Linked DNA regions of Zea mays: region 2 is linked to region 1. A link is a contact called in public Hi-C data. All regions are on one chromosome and are shown on one strand. Each heading gives the region's core, a stretch centred on a gene start, on an enhancer-like site or on the middle of the called end of the contact. The rest is flanking DNA. Distances are from core to core; before and after follow the strand shown. Region 1 holds the start of LOC100279908. Region 2 holds the start of LOC100284306 (Ethylene response factor).

Evidence for each region. A called contact is a pair of places that touch in the nucleus more often than the background predicts.
Region 2: a Hi-C map of endosperm shows a contact between it and region 1, with 4 times the contacts expected there. The contact joins the promoter of LOC100284306 here to the promoter of LOC100279908 in region 1. A contact is called at or near these places in 5 of 25 Hi-C or Micro-C datasets (bundle sheath, ear, endosperm and 1 more).

The regions. Positions count from the first base shown.
Region 1 is chr7:125,436,367-125,441,191 of Zm-B73-REFERENCE-NAM-5.0, forward strand. LOC100279908 reads right to left here and starts at 2,695. Exons shown (of 16, transcript NM_001358052.1): 1 at 1,815-2,695; 2 at 1,477-1,729; 3 at 1,199-1,390; 4 at 614-667; 5 at 1-52. The coding sequence starts at 1,641.
Region 2 is chr7:125,576,005-125,581,415 of Zm-B73-REFERENCE-NAM-5.0, forward strand. It overlaps LOC100284306 (Ethylene response factor), which reads left to right and starts at 1,255. Exons shown (of 3, transcript NM_001157201.2): 1 at 1,255-1,750; 2 at 2,780-3,741; 3 at 3,869-4,166. The coding sequence starts at 1,435. The coding sequence ends at 3,720.

The DNA.
Region 1 (4,825 bases), core at 1,445-3,944:
ATGCTGCATAAGACGAGAATGAATTTCTCCAGTATATTACATATGGGATCCCCTGAAATAAATTAATATTAGTATTAGTAAAATTCCCAATTCCAAAACAATAAAATTGGCTGCCTAACACTTAAAGCAATATAAAGTAAGAACATTACATATAACAGTTGGTTTTGATATAGAGGGAAAACAGTTCAATAGATTTGTACAAATAAGCTAACACGTAAGGCCATGTTTGGATCTCATTTTCATATTCTAGATAGTAACGTAGAATCTGGATTTTAGATAAAAAAAATGAGGGGTGTTTGGATCTCGGATTATTATTTTTTTCATAGTGAGAATCTCCAACTAGCAGGGTTTTGGGTACGTAGTTAGATTCTAGTAATCTCATTATAGAATCTGAGTGTTTGAATCTAATTCTCATTTTTAAGAGATCCAAACAGGGCCTAACAACAGCATGAATTTGTTGCTGAACTAGGAGAAGCAGACAAAAATGAACAATCCGAAGAAAATATAGCTACTTTTCTATGCAGCCATCTCCAAGAAAACATGATCTAGTGTGCAAATAGTAATACTCTGGTTATTTGAAGAGATGCAGTTACTGGACAGGGAAACTATCTACCTTTGAGTGAACTGCTTGAGCAAGTTTTTCACCAATAGGAACTTCCAGATATACCTGTATTCAGAGTATGGTTATCGGCAATTGTAAAAGTGTTAAAGAGTTGGACCCATGTGGCAGTACAGTCAAGATATTCCATATGCATTCCTAAATGAAGCAAAACTCTTTTGTAGGAACATTGCTTTCCGTATAAATTTACATGATCTAAACAGAACATTTTATGTATAAGATAGGATACATGGGACAGTCAGGTACTCTTTTTTGTATTGAGCTATTCAGAACTGGATTCAGCGCTAGTACTTAACCTATTCAAGTAGTTGCTTCATTTGTAACATATAAGACGAGACAATCACTAAACAAACACACTAGCATAGAGACTTCAGGTTCATACAATAGAATTTAACAAAACATCATATGTTGTTGTACAAGTAATCCCAATGTTCATATCGTGATGCAGCTAGAAACTGATGCTGATATCACATCCTGGTATTTGTGGTTTAATTAGCAGCTAAATGCACTGCAAGCTAGCATATTGACTAACAAGTAATACAGCATTTAGCCATTTACACACACTATAGTAGAGCTTACTATTGTTGGGAATGGTGGGCTGATAAGAGTGCTAAATGCCTGCGGATCAGAGACATCGGCGTCCCCCCATACAAGTGAGCCAATCTCCTTCTCATCCTCGAGCTGCTGGCCCTGGATGTACAAGAAGTTAGGTTGCACCACCCGCTGCGCCTCGAGGAACTGCTCTGGTGTAGGATTGAACAGGGTGTGGACCTGCATTCAGAAGCCCCTTCATTCAGCTAACAAAGAAAGGCGAGAAACAGCAATGAACGCACTCAAGCAAGGAGCACACAGTTGACCTCCAATCGCCCAGCCGAGCTGAGCTCCGGGAACGGGTAAGCCGGCCGCGGCCGCTTCGCCTCCAGCCCAGACCTCGCTGCTGGTGTGCGGTTCTCAGCATACTTCCCACACAGCACCGCGAGGAGCGCACAGTTGTTCCTCGAGAAGCTTTGGATTTGAGACATGACTGGCCGGCCGGAGCCTTCCCGACGGCAGCCAAGCAGGAGAAAAACCTCCCCTCGAAATCAACCCCACTTCTTCATGCACCAAACCCTGCGACACAAAAACTGGATCAGGAATCCCCCAAAATCCGACCAAATCCGCAGCGAAACCCACGAATATGAGCGGGCGGCCTTACCAAGACGCGATTTTGCGGCGTAATCGGCGGCGGCACGGCCTCAATCGACGGCCGGACGCGACCGGGAAGGGGGTGGATTCGGTGCGGGTGAATGGGGAAAACAGAGGGTAAAGTGCGCGAGAACACACGGAGCCCTAGAAGACGATTCGCGGAAATAGCTACTGCAACAACGCGAAAGCAAATCCCAGTGCGGAGGCAATAAAAAAGAGGAGTCGTGCTTGTGGTGGTGGCGAATCGGCCCACGCCCCCATCACGATCCAGACAAACACACACGGCGCAATCCACAGGGGGGGAGAGGCGGAAAAAAATCTCTCTCCAAGAACCGGTACAAGAACTGAAGCGGGATTAACCGGAGACGGCGACCACGGGGATCGGGCGGGCGGGCCTCATTAGCAGCGGCAACCAACCAACTGGCAACAATCCCGCACGCATCACAGAGGCAGAAACTTTGGAACAGTCTCGGCTCGACCAGGGAGGCGTCAAGATTGGATTTTTGACGATGTGTGGGGAGGCCAGTCCGGAGATTCTCGCGGACTTTTCCTCCTCGGATTTTCGCCCTGCCCGCCTGCCTGCTCACATGCTCGCAATCACACGCATCGCTCAGCTTGATGAGTTGATGTGTGCCTGCTCTCTGCGGGTGCTGGTGTGTTGTTTTCCCTGCGCTTTTTCGTTTTCTCCTTTTCCTCCTCCGCTTCATTACTGCTGCAAGCCGGGGGACGGACGGAGGAAAAACGCGGATTAAAAGATTAGGAATTTCGGGAGCAGGATTGGTGAGGGGGCGAAATAATCTCTTTCTGGGAGAATTGTTTTTGCCGGGATCGGAATATCGGATGCTGCGACTGCTTTTGGTGTGCATGTATGTGTTCGGTTGGTGTTGGTGCAGATCGATTCGGTGTGGCCTGTGGACTTGTGGTGTGGTGTAGGGGTTGTGATCGGGGATCCGGCTTGGCGCTGGCGCGGTTCGAGACTGCAGGGTGCCAGAGTTGTTGTGCGTCGGAATTCGGATGCGTGCATCGGGTACCGCAGCTCGCGGTCGCGGCGGCTACATGGATAATGGATGTGCAAAATAATTTGTTTACTATCTCTATCAGCAGGGAGGGAGGGACTAATATGGTCCTAAGGCATCTGGTTTTTTTAGAACTTTGTTTCGGTTTTTTATTTTAAAACACTTCGGTTCTCGAGACATCAGAAACTGATCGATTTTATAGAAAATGAAAAATCGAGGAGTTTGGTTTCGGTTTTTCAGTAAAAACTGAATACTAAACTAATACTCAACACAACACATAAAATAAGTTTATATGATAGATTACATATAACTTTAAAAAATAAAAATTATATATGTACAAATATTTAAAGATACATCATACATCACATAAAAATAAGTGAATAACAATTTCATTGCATCACACATTTAGTTCACATAATCGAATGGTCAAATTTTAGAAATGATAAAGTTTGGTATTTCGGTTCGGTATACGGTGAAAATCGATTACGATACCGAAAACGAACCAAACTACTGAAAATACCGAAATTTCGGTTCGATTTTCGATTTATGGTAAAAAAAATGTGTCCACCCTTATATGGCCCGGTATTGTTTGGCCAATATATATCCTATCCCTAGCGCAACGCAAACAACATACTCCTCTCACCTCCCACCCACCCACCCAACCCCCGTCCGCGCAGGCGTAGATGCACTCCTCCAACTGTGTCCTTCGCCACTACTCGCTGGTGCCTATGATCGGCTGTCATTGCCCACCTAGCCCTAATCGCGAGGTCGCGACCTTGCCGGTGCTCGCTGGTGACTCGTAGCTGGTGCTTCATACCCGCGCCCCGCGACGCCTACATGTACCTCATGCCCCATCGCCCATCGATGCCCCTTACAACTGTGTCCGTCGAAGTCCGGACACCGATCGGACGGTACCAGTTGGCTATAACCACCCAACCATTAGGTGGCCAAAGGCTCCTTCGCCATACGCGGCTGCGCCGGTGCCTATAGTTGGCCAAACGGGCGGCGTGGCCCAACACGCCCTAGCACGGTTAGGTAATCGGGTCGTGCCGAGCCGGCCCACGTGCCAAAGCCACGGGGCAAGCACGACACGGTAGCCCACTAACTATGTCGAGCCGGGTCATTTGCATTGTGTACCTATTGAATAAATGGTGTAAATAGGTAAAAAAAGGATATGGAGGGGCTTGAACCGTGTCCACCCAGCTACGAACACAAGGCGTGCTCTGCTAGCCAGTACGCCCTACTGCTCGCTAGTGCCTGTGACCGTGGGGCGTCATTGCCCACCAAGCCCTAGCCCTAATCGTGAGTTCATGACCTTGCTGGTGCTCGCTGGTGACTTGTAGCTGATGCTTCATGCCCGCGGCGGTGACGCCTACATGTGCCTCATGGTCGTCGCCCACTGGTGCCCCTTAGAGCATCTCCAACATATCCTAAAAATATATCTCCCAATAAACATGAATTGGGATGTCCTTAAAACGCACGTAGCAGCAGTAGCCGTGTGGTGGGTATCGGTGATTCCCGCGGTGCCTCCCTCTGCCCTATGATTCCCCTCCCGCTGTCGTCGTTCACGACCAACCCGCTGGTGGACCTCTGCACGCTGACGGCGAACCCCGCTGTCGCATCGTCGGGATATACCTTCGAGCTCATAGTTAGGTAATTAGGTCGTGTCGAGCCAGCCCGTGCCAAAGCCGCGGCTCAAGCATGACACAACAACCCACTAACCATGTCGGGTCGGCCCGTTTACACTACGTACCTATTGAATAAATGGTGTAAATAGGTAAAAAGGGACATGGAGGGGGCCTCAAACCGTGCCCCGCCCAGCTATGACCACAAGGTGTGCTGTGCTAGCCAGTACGGCCCTTGTTGATCGGTGTCATATTGAAGATAGGTTTCGTATATATATGTATAGCAATAATTCTAAAATAAAAAATATAATCGGGTCGGGCCGGTCCGACACTGTGTGCCGAGGATGCGGGCCAAGCACGGCACGGCTCTCGTGACGAGC
Region 2 (5,411 bases), core at 5-2,504, 140 kb after region 1:
AACCCATATTTCTTTGCCTTTCGGTACTCCTTTAAAAGCACCAGTTTTTTAGTTTCCACCGTCATTCCTTTTGCAAAAAAGTCCTTGCACTTCTTTCTAATATAACGTGCGGTCCATCGTAATTGTGCATCGTCATAACGTGGACGTTACCTCCTAGATGGATCGTGAAAAAACACCAAGCCCAACACAACACGAAGATACACCTCGCTAGCTGAAGGAGAATAGCGGCCGAGTTAGATATAAAAAAGGGACAAGTCTCCTTTTTCAACCCATATATTTTTCGGCCTTTTGTCTAAGATAAAGCAATATTTACAGTTTAATATTTTGGTATGTGGGTCATATGTCCATTTTTTTGAGAGGGTGCACTTTAATTTTAATTTTTTGTAGGGAGTGTCTATCACACTGGCTTACCACTTGACTCTCACGTGTCGTACAATAATTACTATATCATCAAATATAATTAGTGTGACATCACAATGTACAAGCATTATATTAAACATAGTCATTTTTTATACTCCCCTCCGAACCAAATTAGTATCTATTTTAGCTCTTGGTTTTTATGTTTATATTCTGGGTGGTGATGAATTTAAATATATGTATAAGACACCTACACCAAATGATGTATAAATCCATTAAAAAACTAATACGAATTTTAATTTGGGACAGAGAAAGTGTAACTTTTATTTTAGCACCACTATGTTTTGTTTTGATAGCATGCAATAGGCTCTGGTTGGAATACATTAAAGCAAGTGTACCTGCTAGCCAACCTCCGTTTCCAAATAATACTTAATATAAAATAACATTTTATTAAAGTACTTTTGATATTTTATTATAAGAATAAAATTCTAGACATATTTAAACAAATTTTATTTTTTTGCGTCTAAAAATATATCACCATGGTAATCATGTTTTGATCGCAACTGTCACGTGTGTGTGGTGGTGGTGGGGGTCGTACTCTTTTTCCTCTCTTTAATAAATAACTATATAATGGGATTTTGCTTCGGTAAAAGAGGAGATATGGTTGGACCTAACCATGGTGGCGAGGAAAAAAAGATGACTGCGCCGAAGCGAGCCGGGGCCGCAGCAGCAACAGCACACACGCGAGGCGGCAGGAGGAGAGTGGCGCGGGCCCCACCGCAGCTATCTCCTTTGGCGTCTCTGTCCAGTAGTGCGTCAGCGTCGCTTCCGATTATTTAAGTAGCACGGCCACGGCTAGCTACCATCTCCCCAACTCCGCCTCCCAAGTCCCACCCCCACTCCCTCGCTCACCAGAGGAACTAGCGGACCAGGCAAAGCCGAGCCGCACCGCAACCGCGAAGATCTTGCGTGGCCTCCTTTTCCCAGCTCGTCACTGTGCCGCTCGTGCCCTACACTCCCGGTCCGCCCAACCAATAATCCATCCATCCATCCATCCACCACCACCCCGCTGCGGCGATGTGCGGCGGCGCCATCCTCTCGGGTTTCATCCCGCCGTCCGGGGTGGCGGCGGCGGCGGCGGCGGCCAAGAAGCAGCAGCAGCAGCAGCAGCGGTGCCGTGTGACTGCGGACCTGCTATGGCCGGGGCCCGGCAGTAAGGGAGCTCCCCAGGACAAGGAGGAGGACTTCGAGGCCGACTTCCGCGAGTTCGAGCGCGGCCTCGGCGAGGATGACGTGGACAGCGCCGGCGAAGGCGGCGACCCCGAGGTCCAGGAGCTTCCTCCGCCGGAGCCGACGAGGTTTGCCTTCGCCACCGCGGCCAAGGCGGCAGTTGGTGAGCACCGCATTAAAGTCGCTACTTCGTTTTCTCCTTATATGTATATCGCGCGCGCGCACAATCGCACACACACACTTCTTGGACGGGCGAAAGAAAGATGCCTCTTTTGCGGCGCTGTTTCTCGAATCTCCTTTGGTTGTTGATGAGATAGCCGAGGTTCCTTTGCGGTGCAGCCAAGCAGGGAAATTTTGTCTTCATTTCTCTGGTTAGCCTTTAGCCATGGAGTGGGCAAGGCTGTTCAATTCTCTGGCTTAGCCTTTTCAGCCTTGGTATTTTGTATGCAATCCGCTAGCTTCTCAGTATGGAGTGATATATGCTACGAACTGTGAAATTATTTACTATACTAGTTCTTAATGTAGTCCATGTGCTTTGCTCTGTGTTATGCCTAGATCATTGTGTTAGCTCGGGATTTAAGCAAGGCGGATTTGTTGAATTTTTTTTGTATATATATATTATACGATTAGCACAAATGATCTATTGAGCGATTATGAAAATAAGTACTTATTTATGTTAGGGCGTGTTGAGTTTAGTTGTGTTGGAATTGGCCATCTTATTCCGAATATGATGTTTAGTTAAGTTGAGAATAATTTCTGGAATTTTTCCCTTGCTAACTGTTATCTCCTTATATAGATCCTTCAGGTCGAAGCTTCTTTATTATCTGTCAACTTTATTTGTTTAGATCCGGGTTAGATAAGAATTTAAGCGCTTCTAATTTACACGATCATGATTCTGAACTTGATTAATTAAGTAGGTAAGGAGGCCAAAAGGGTATTCTAACCTGTAGTATTTGAAGATCTTGATGGATCTTCATAGCTGACTCTTCTTCTTTTTTTCCTGAGAGAATGACATTATTTATGCTTCAGCCTCTTTGTTGTTTGCTACTTTTTCTCCAATTCAGCAACCCGAACAAACTACCCTACAAACAAGTAGAGTAGCTATTCGTTGATTACAAACAAACAAACAATTCATGCTAGATACGTTTTGTTGAGACGGACTGACTGATAGACGACAGTCTTTTTATTATAGATGGCGTGATGACTCCTCCTCCAAAGGATGTCCAAGGAGATAGAGCAGTAAAAAAGCGCGGCCGGAAGAACCAGTACAGGGGAATCAGGCAGCGGCCTTGGGGCAAATGGGCAGCTGAGATCAGGGACCCTAACAAGGGCGTCCGCGTCTGGCTCGGAACCTACAACACCGCCGAGGAGGCAGCTAGGGCATACGACGCCGAAGCTCGCAAGATCCGCGGCAAGAAAGCGAAGGTGAATTTTCCCGATGACGCGACAGGCACTCGTCACAGGCCAACGACCGATGAGATCTTTAACAACCTGAAGAACGACGACAACAACAACAACGATGATCTGTTTGCGATGTTTGCGTTCGGTGACAATAAGAAGAAGGTTCCTGCAGCGAAGCCAGCCGCCGCCGAGGGTGGCAGTGGCAGTGGCAGCTTCCTCGTCCCTGCGCCTGCGGTGGCGGTGGTGCCCGGTAATAAGAGGAGGTCGTCCGCGACCAACACTATGCTCTCCGTCTCCGACGACCAGCGCAGCAACTCCTACGGCTCCGGCTCCTCCGACTTGGTGGGGTCGTGGTCGTGGGACGACGACGCGGCGGCCGCCGCCATGACCTCGGACTACACCTCCTCGGTCTTCGCTCCCGATAACGCCGTGCTGCCGGCGGCGTCTTACACGCAAGGCGGAGCGCCGAAGAGAATGAGGAGCAGCTACGGCGGCGCGCCGCCCAGCCTCGCACATGACGCGGCCATGCCTGGCTTTGGCCTTGATAAAGTGAGCTACCACCACTACCAGGCGTTGCCTCCTTATTACGTCGGGAGCAGCAACGCGTCGGTGGGCAACCTCGGTCTTCTGCAGCAGGCTGATGATGCTCCAGCTCCACAGGATGGGGCGAGCGCCGGGGATATCTGGAGCCTCGACGAGCTGCTCATGCTGGCAGCAGCTGGTGCTTATTGAGAACCGCAAGAAAAAAAAAATGTAAGGCATCCATATATACTTGCTATATCTTGTTATCCCCTACAGGCTACACACGTCTGCCGCCGGCCGTGAATGGAGATGGAGTGTCTGTCTCATCCATGCTCGTTTTTTTTTGTTTTCGTGCCAGGTGTTGGCGCTGCTAGCTGGAGACGAGACGAGAGGGCGAGAGGCAGTTGCATCCGCCATCCGCTATCGTTTTGTCTCTCCTATATCTAGTATATATATGCTTCTGGCAGTCGAACTCTATGGCAATGCGTGTGTATAGTGTGTTGCTGCCGTCTATGATTGGAAGCGAGCTCGAGACTGGTTCAATAATTCACCTTTGCCTACCGTCGTACCGCCGGCCTGCTGGACTGTAGTGTGCGTACTGCATATATATGCCATAGTTATGTATGCACTCCTCCTATATATACTATATATTATTATGATGTGCTTATACTAGTACTGTGCAACTCTTTGTCTGGAAGCGCCAAGACTGGTTTATTTCGCGCTTGCTACGCTACGCAACATTTGTAAAATGTTTCGGGAAACGGTAGGTGCCGGCAATCGAGAAAGATCTGACTCGATGACGGTGGTGGCCCGCCTAATCGAGCCTGCTGGTCGCTGACGTGCGCAGGATTGTTTTGTTTGTCTCGCTCGGCTGGTTTCTGGGAATATAAACGAATTTAAGGGCCGTGGCCGGCCATTGGTCAAGCACTGAATGAAGCCATCAGCTGAACCTGGGCGGGGTTCTGTGCTATATATAGTTTTATGCTCTCTGACGTTTTTATGCTGAGGACGTACGTACGGGTACTGGAACGGATAGTTTTTTTTTTCTTTCTTTCCTTCTTCCAAGTCTTCTTGGACTGTGACTGGTTTTGGCACTGAGGTGGTGAGTTGCACACGGGATTTGGTACCTGGTTTTGTTTTTGTTTTTTTTTAAAGTTTGGCACTTGAGGTATACAGACACATAAACAAAGCCGAATTCATTTGGGAACCTTTTAGACCAAAAAAAACAGAGTCTTCAATTGGATTGAATTGCAGTAGCTGTTAACATATCTTTTTTTTTTCCACCTAGTGATAGTTCTTTCGAGCAAGCGTCAATATTAACGCGACTGCAAAAAAACCTCATTTTTTTTGGGGGTGGGGGGTAGTATTTGATTTGAATGGTAGACTAGGGAGCAAGTTGGCCAGCTTGGGCCTCTGGCTGTTGCTTGTGTGCTGTCAGTTGGAATCATTGCCATGTCGTCAGTGACAGAGCCTGCTCATTTTAGGTGCATTGCATTGCATTGCGGTCCAAGGATCCTGTGGCAAGTTGGGTTTTCAGAAAGTCCCGACTTGCAAACCTCGGACAATAAGGAACTCCATTTGACTGAAACAAGCTCCACTGGCCACTGGAGGCTGGATATTTTGATCGATCCTCGTCTTTAACCTTATCGCCTAGACCGCTTCTCACATTGAGGTTGTACCGTTCGATGATTGATGGATGGATGGGTTTAGTAGGCGGGTGAGTGAGACGACTAGGCGAGACAAAACGTCGCGGCCTGGAGCACAGCAACAGCAGGGCCATCGAGCACTTGTGTTGGCGCGCGCGGAAAGGGACCCGCGTGCACGACGCTCCATTCTCCGGTTGGCTTGGCTCATCACTTGTTGATTGCCACGGACGATGGATCCCACCACTGCCCTGTTGT